2 separate regions of the Triticum aestivum genome follow, and region 2 is linked to region 1. The links are chromatin contacts, called in public Hi-C maps. All regions are on one chromosome and are shown on one strand. The core of a region is the stretch at or near the end of the contact, and the rest is flanking DNA. Distances in the headings are between cores, read along the strand shown. Region 1 holds the start of LOC123045327. Region 2 overlaps LOC123045329 (probable phosphoribosylformylglycinamidine synthase, chloroplastic/mitochondrial).

Region 1 (3,256 bases), core at 521-3,020:
TGTTATCTCCACCGTGAGAGGCCCGAACTCGCTAAAACCATCGTGTCACCCATATGCATCTCGATAGATCATGCTCCGTTATACTACCCCTATTCTACTGTCAGACTTAGAACCACGACAATGAGTACTCACGGTTGCTTTGCTCCCTCTTTTCCCTCGTTTTCCTCTTCTTCTCGGATGCCGCAACCAGACGTTGGAGCCCAGGACCCAGACGCCACCGTGGACGACGACTACTACTCTGGAGGTGCCTACTACTACGTGCAGGCCGCTGACGACGACTAGGAGTAGTTAGGAGGATCCCAGGCAGGAGGCATGCGCCTCTTTCGATCTGTATCCCAGTTTGTGCTAGCCATCTTATGGCAACTTGTTTAACTTATGTCTGTACTCAGATATTGTTGCTTCCGCTGACTCGTCTATGATCGAGCACTTGTATTCGAGCCCTCGAGGCCCCTGGCTTGTAATATGATGCTTGTATGACTTATTTATGTTTTTAGAGTTGTGTTGTGATATCTTCCCGTGAGTTCCTGATCTTGATCGTACACGTTTGCGTGCATGATTAGTGTACGATTGAATCGGGGGCGTCACACCACTACTTAGATTTGCCCCTAATTTCAAAGCATGCTCAATTTTTCCCCTCTGCCTTTAGTAGCCCTTATAGAAATGCCCATCTGCGACGTTACCGTCCGGTCAAAGAGCTTTGACCATCACGAAAAAATAGCAAAAAAAATTCAAAAAAACCCTGAAATTTTATTGGACCGAAGGTACCTAGGTGCGTGCAAATTTTCATGCTGTTTGGATATTATAGGAGCTCGCAAAGGAAAAACAGTAAATATGTACGCATGTGAACAATAAATACAAAAAAATAGCAAGAAAATTAAAAAACATATGATTTTTTTGGCATCCAAGATGCGTGGTGCGCAAGATGTTTGCCAAAATTTGTTGTGTTTCAACATTGTAGGAGCTCGTGGAGAAAAATAACTTGCCTCAGGAAAAACTTTTAAAAAATGCACTATTTCCGTTTCTTTTTGCTAGACCTCCTCGCATGTCATTTGATAACAAAATTTTGCACACACTTTGCGCACCCGAGCATTTTGGATGCCAAAAATTTTATATGTTTTTGAATTTACTATTCAAAGACGTACAGATTTATTGTTTTCCTTTACTACAAGCTCCTGGTATGTCTAAATAGCACGAAGAATTGCACGCATCTAAGTATATTTGATCTCACAGAAATTTAGATTTTTTTTATTTTTTTGCTAGTGTTTCAAGATGGTCAAAGCTCTTTGACCGGACGGTAACGGCGCAGAAGGGCATTTCTATAATGGAAACTAACGACAGAGGGGCAAATTTAAGCATGCTTTGAAATTATGGGCAAATCTGTGTAGTGGATTTCAATCAATGACACAAATGTAATTGTCCTAATTTTTTATTGTTTCATACCAATATTTTATAATTTCACATACTTTTGACAACAATTTATATTATTTTTGGGATAACATATTGATCCAGTGCCCAATGTTAGTTTCTAATTTTTTTTCATGTTTTTCAAAATTTACTAAGATTTTTTTTGAAATAAATGTGATTTTTGGGAGAAGAATTAAGGCAAACGGAGGCACGCGGTGATCGGCCTAGCGTGGCCCATTGTTTTACAGTTTGTTCTCATCTTCCCATTTATTGAGCGAGGGGATATTCTCGTTTTTCTGGTCAAACTGGCTGCGTCAGGTCAAACATGGACCGAATTGTTTACAATTATTTTCCGTTCCCAAAACACCAGTAGCATCTCCATAAAGGAAGACATCGTATTCTCCCTCCTCCATTTCTGGTCTTCCGAAATCCATCCTGTCAAACAAGAAACAAACCTCCTCTTTCTCCCTCCTCTCCCCTCTTCGAATCATCGCCGGAGCACGAATTGGCCATAGTTTCTGGATTCGACGATGAAATCGCCATTGCGCAAGTTTCGGGGCCTCGCCCTCCCCCACCACCACAAGGAGAAGAAGGACCAACGGCCGCCGCCCGCCAAGCTCGACAACCTCGTCGACGCCGCCCAGGTTTCGCCGACTCCCTACTCTGACTACGATTTCTTTTCCTGGAATCATTACGCGCTGCTGGTTTGGAATACGTCCTTAAATTGGATCGCGAGGGGCTTGGCCGATCGAGAAGTTAGCGGTATTGCCGGGCTGTTTCTATTTTGTTTTTGTGTGTATATCGGTCCTTGTTGTTGGCTGCGGTGAATTGTTTTTGCTCGTAGCGATTATGTGAGATCGAAGGGAATCAAACTCCAGCGAGGGATAGAGAGATCGTTTTTTTTTTCTCTTCGTCTGCCTTTCTTCTTCTACGCGTGAGGATGAACAAAGCAAGAGTTCTATGCGACTGCTGTAACGATATTTTTATATTTCTATAATATGTGAAATTTGTGAGAGCTGATTGTTTTATGTGTTATTCTGGCTGTTACACGCGTTTGATATTTGTGGCTTGGCTCTGCTGGTCAAAGTCTACGGCAGGAAACTTTTAGTGGAGAAAGGTGCTATCTGGAACGAGTCTCGGGTCAGCAATTCAAAGTCATTAGTGGAATAATTTTTTATATGCGATAAACTTGGCTGATGATTGTTATATATCGAAATATGTTAGTGCTTGCTGCTGATTTTATATATGTTCAAGATTAATATCAGAAAATCTTTTATATTTAGGGAGTACTGATTGCTGAGTCATACCGGCATCTTCCATTTCAACAGCAATGTAGTCAGTCCAACTTAGATGAAAGTGATTGAGGTGTTGATAGATGCTTGAAAGGGACTACGGGATTTTAGTCATGGCTACATTTGTAGAGCAGTACCGTGGATGAGTGCAGTGCTCTGATTAATCTGTAAGAAGTCTTTTATTTCATTTAGCTTTTCCTTTTGATGTTTTGGGATAAGAATAAAAAGTTGACGCTTTTGCACGCGGCGATAATGAAGGAGAAGATTTAAGCATGCCAATGTTAAATGTAGTATGGTTTGCTTTTGCATACTGGTTCGTTTCGCTAGAAGGCTACCACTGCCATTTGTGACTTGCAGATGGGGCATGTTACTAGCAAGCAGTGAATCTCAAAGCTGTTGACGATGTACTATTTGCTATTGCCCTTGTAGGATCAAAACTTCAAATATCTAGGTGGGCCAAACCTTAGCTTTTGTACAACGTGATCTAATGGATCCAGACTGCCAAATTCCTGTCAGAATGGTTTTTCCTGCTATTTGTTAATGCTCACAGTTCACCTGTC
Region 2 (3,256 bases), core at 326-2,825, 220 kb before region 1:
GCTTGTGTTGTGCAATCCTCTATTCTGTAGATAGTACCAAAAGAAGCTCTCTAAAGGGTTATTCTGAATTCTGAAATTCCGGGAGATTTATATCTAAGTTATTATCTAGCGTACGTATTTTGATTTCTTTGAGATAAATTAGAATCTTGCCTAGTTTTATTGGTTGACATTCAGTTCTCCTATGTGTACCTGTTTCCTGACGCTGATCTGCCGCTGCTCTGGCGAATTGTTATGATCCAAATTCGCAGGTGCAACCATGAAGAATGGCTCCTGGCTGAGGAGACACTGATGGGAATGCTATGCCCCCTAGTGATTTGTTGGTGACGCTTCAACTATTGCGGTCCTTGGAATCGGAGGAAACAGGGCATAAAAGAGGGTTGATTGAAGTCAGTACAGAATGATTATGCCGCCCAGCATATCGCCTGTCAGAACTTTTCTGCTCCTCTTGTTTTCACCAGCAGCCATTTTGGGTGTTTTATTTTTACATGATACTGATCTCAGTCAAGGATCACCCTACCATTATAGCAAATCATGCTTTCGGCGTAATTTCTGCAGACATTTCTCTCAGCAAGTCAATTAGTCATCTTTTCTGGACTCGGGACTTACGAAGTACTGTACCTACCTAAGTCCCAAAACCTTTTTGAAACAAGTAATTTTAGTGTATTTTCACCTTCTAACAGGTTCAGGTCATTAATCATGTATCCAACAACCTCGCCCCTAGCAAGACGACTAAGCTGGAACTAGGTCATCGGATACGCCATTCAGTTGTGTGGAACATGGCTTTGCTTGCGTAGTGCCTTGTGTTATCAGTCTCTCCGTGTGGTCTACAGGTAGGATACTACAGTTCTAGCTTGAGGAAATATGGTTCGTGCCACTTTACTACTTTATCTTATGCAAATACGCAAAGATTGCGTATCTTTTCATCGATAAGTCCACTTGGCCAAACAAAACGCCATGTATTTCGTCGAGATCTGCCGGAGGCGAATCTAAATTTAAGATTAGTCAACCCCTAGCCAGAAAGTTGATGTTTGAGTTGATTGGAAAGGAGATAGAGAGGATCATCACATCATTAGACAATCACTAAGCATGGCTGGTGACGCACTCCAGCATTAATGAAGAGGACAGGGCATGCTACAAGACTAAAGGCGATGCGATGCCCTTTACAGCCAAGGCCCCGTCATCTGTCTCGCTCGGCGCTCGGCGGTCAGTTGCTGAATCTCGCATGGCCCCTCCCATCCCTAGCATTAGTGGCTTCTCGATGTGCAGACATGAACGTAATGCCGCATGTGTTCCCTTCTTTTCGTGGACGGAAGGAGCAGCAGCCAGCAAGCCAGCCGGCCATTTGTTCCCGGTGAGGCTTTGTTTGGTTGCAAAGGGAGGACCACCCAGGGTAACAAACCCCTGTGGGGGATTTTCACGGACACAGGGGATTCCCTTCTCCTGTGGGGGTGATCTCCCCGTTTCCATTTGGGTCTTTGGTGGCTCGCTGTGAGCTGTTGTGGAGGAGACTATCAACAGGAAGGGCCGGAAAATAGCCTGCGGACGAGTGCACAAGCGGTAGGCGAAGTCGCGCGAAGAGAACGCGGACGGCGTCCGGGGCAGTTCTCCCGATGTGTAGAGACGTGGGTGGGAAACTCGGGGCTATCGGGTGGATTGGGACGGGAATTTATCCTCCACGGTGCCACCAAATGCCACGGCAGGAAAATCGGGACTAACTTTCCACGTGGGGCTCTTAACCAGGGAAATAGCAGGGATCCCGGGAGGATCCCGTGAAACCAAATGACGCCTGAGTATGCATTATTCGCCCAGGGCCATGCCATGTGTCCCTAATTGATACGCCTCTATCCATCCATCAATCAACACTGTTTCTATCTTCTTCTTTTCACTCCTTTGTGCACCATTCTGTTGATCTATCTGGATTCCTTGGTTAGGTTGGTTGCTGATCAAGTGATCAGCATGGATCAGAGATGAATGAATAAACCTTTGCCTTTTTCTCTTGGGTGGTCCTTGCCTGTGCACATGATTGGAGCTGGGTCCACCCCCATAAGTCATATGGCATGCTGCGTTTCAGTCGTCTCCCGCTCCCGCTCCTCTTGAGTGAAACGGAGGGAGAGATGTGTGCATGTGTTGCTGATATAAATGCTGTCATCTGTTTTTGATGTGCCATTCAAAGGAATTGAGCTGGATGGGGAGGATGAGTCTGCATGCAAGCCGGCGCTGCGATGGTGGTGGATCATCTCAGCATCATTTCCATCCAATTGGGCCAGCTCAGGATTTTCCTTGATGTTCAGACCCACATTATGCATCTGCAATTTCTTCATCTCCTTTCTTCTTTCGGTAGCATGTTCTCGATCCACTGCCTTCTAAATATTGTTGAGTAATCTGTAAGAAGTTAACAAGGTAAAAGTAAAACAGCGGAGTGTAGACCCTGTCGTTCTTCACTGAGGTGAATAGTTGGGGAGGATATTCTTCATCTGATTTGGTGTGATCGAGCGCTTCTAGCACAAGACCAAACATCCTCTTATTCTTAATGAATAGACACACGATGTAACCTATGCCAACATAATAACACAGGCGCGCAAAGGGGAGGCGGCGGCACAGGTGGAGCAAGAACCGTGTTGGGCTGGCTACTTCCCTTGAGTTGCACAAGGGCAGTGCACAGGCGTGTGGTCATGTACTGTGTGCTACAGGAGGCTGCAGAGGCGTTCGTTGAGCTGTGAAGGCTTGCACGTGAAGAGATATGTTTGAAAAAAAAAGCAATATGTATGGTTTGGTATTGACCGTGGCATTGACAACAACACAATAAAGAAAAGACTTTTGAAGTTATGGGAGCAAAGTTTTGTTGCGTCCATGGAGACTATCAGGAAAGTAAATTTCTTTTGGAAGTGTTGCTAATTGGACACAAGGTTTCTACCATAATGATGGCAGATTGACGATGTGCGTATAAGGCTTGGAGGAGTCTGGAGCGCGTCGTGGCGGGACCATGCAAACATGGGACGTCAAGCAATGCACGGAGATGTGCGGGGCGGAGACGACGTAGGGTGGAGCATGGTTGCAGTCGAACAAGTTCGGTTGGGTCGGACTAGGCAGTCTGACGGATCGACGCAAGTCGGTTGGTACAGAAGACAGTGGTGAAATCGGCGACGACGACATAGGTGCGTGATGCTGATAGTGACCGACTTCTGGGGCGTGGAAACACGTGGCACATGCCCGAGGGCTTGTGCGCACTAGTAGAAAAACACCTATTAGTCCCGAT

What was found. A called contact is a pair of places that touch in the nucleus more often than the background predicts.
Region 2: a Hi-C map of leaf shows a contact between it and region 1, with 2.8 times the contacts expected there. The contact joins the enhancer-like site here to the promoter of LOC123045327 in region 1. A contact is called at or near these places in 2 of 5 Hi-C or Micro-C datasets (both in leaf).

Annotation. Positions count from the first base shown.
Region 1 is chr2B:437,812,494-437,815,749 of IWGSC CS RefSeq v2.1, reverse strand. LOC123045327 reads left to right here and starts at 1,770. Exons shown (of 11, transcript XM_044468325.1): 1 at 1,770-2,048. The coding sequence starts at 1,935.
Region 2 is chr2B:438,032,195-438,035,450 of IWGSC CS RefSeq v2.1, reverse strand. LOC123045329 (probable phosphoribosylformylglycinamidine synthase, chloroplastic/mitochondrial) reads left to right here. Exons shown (of 4, transcript XM_044468327.1): 4 at 1-113. Among protein-coding and RNA genes, the nearest start is that of LOC123041350, 14 kb to the right of the region's middle. Within about 2 kb of position 1,575, at least 2 of the 8 cell types and tissues checked have an H3K27ac peak or open chromatin away from gene starts, as enhancers often do. A contact at or near this core is called in leaf, where this site is marked.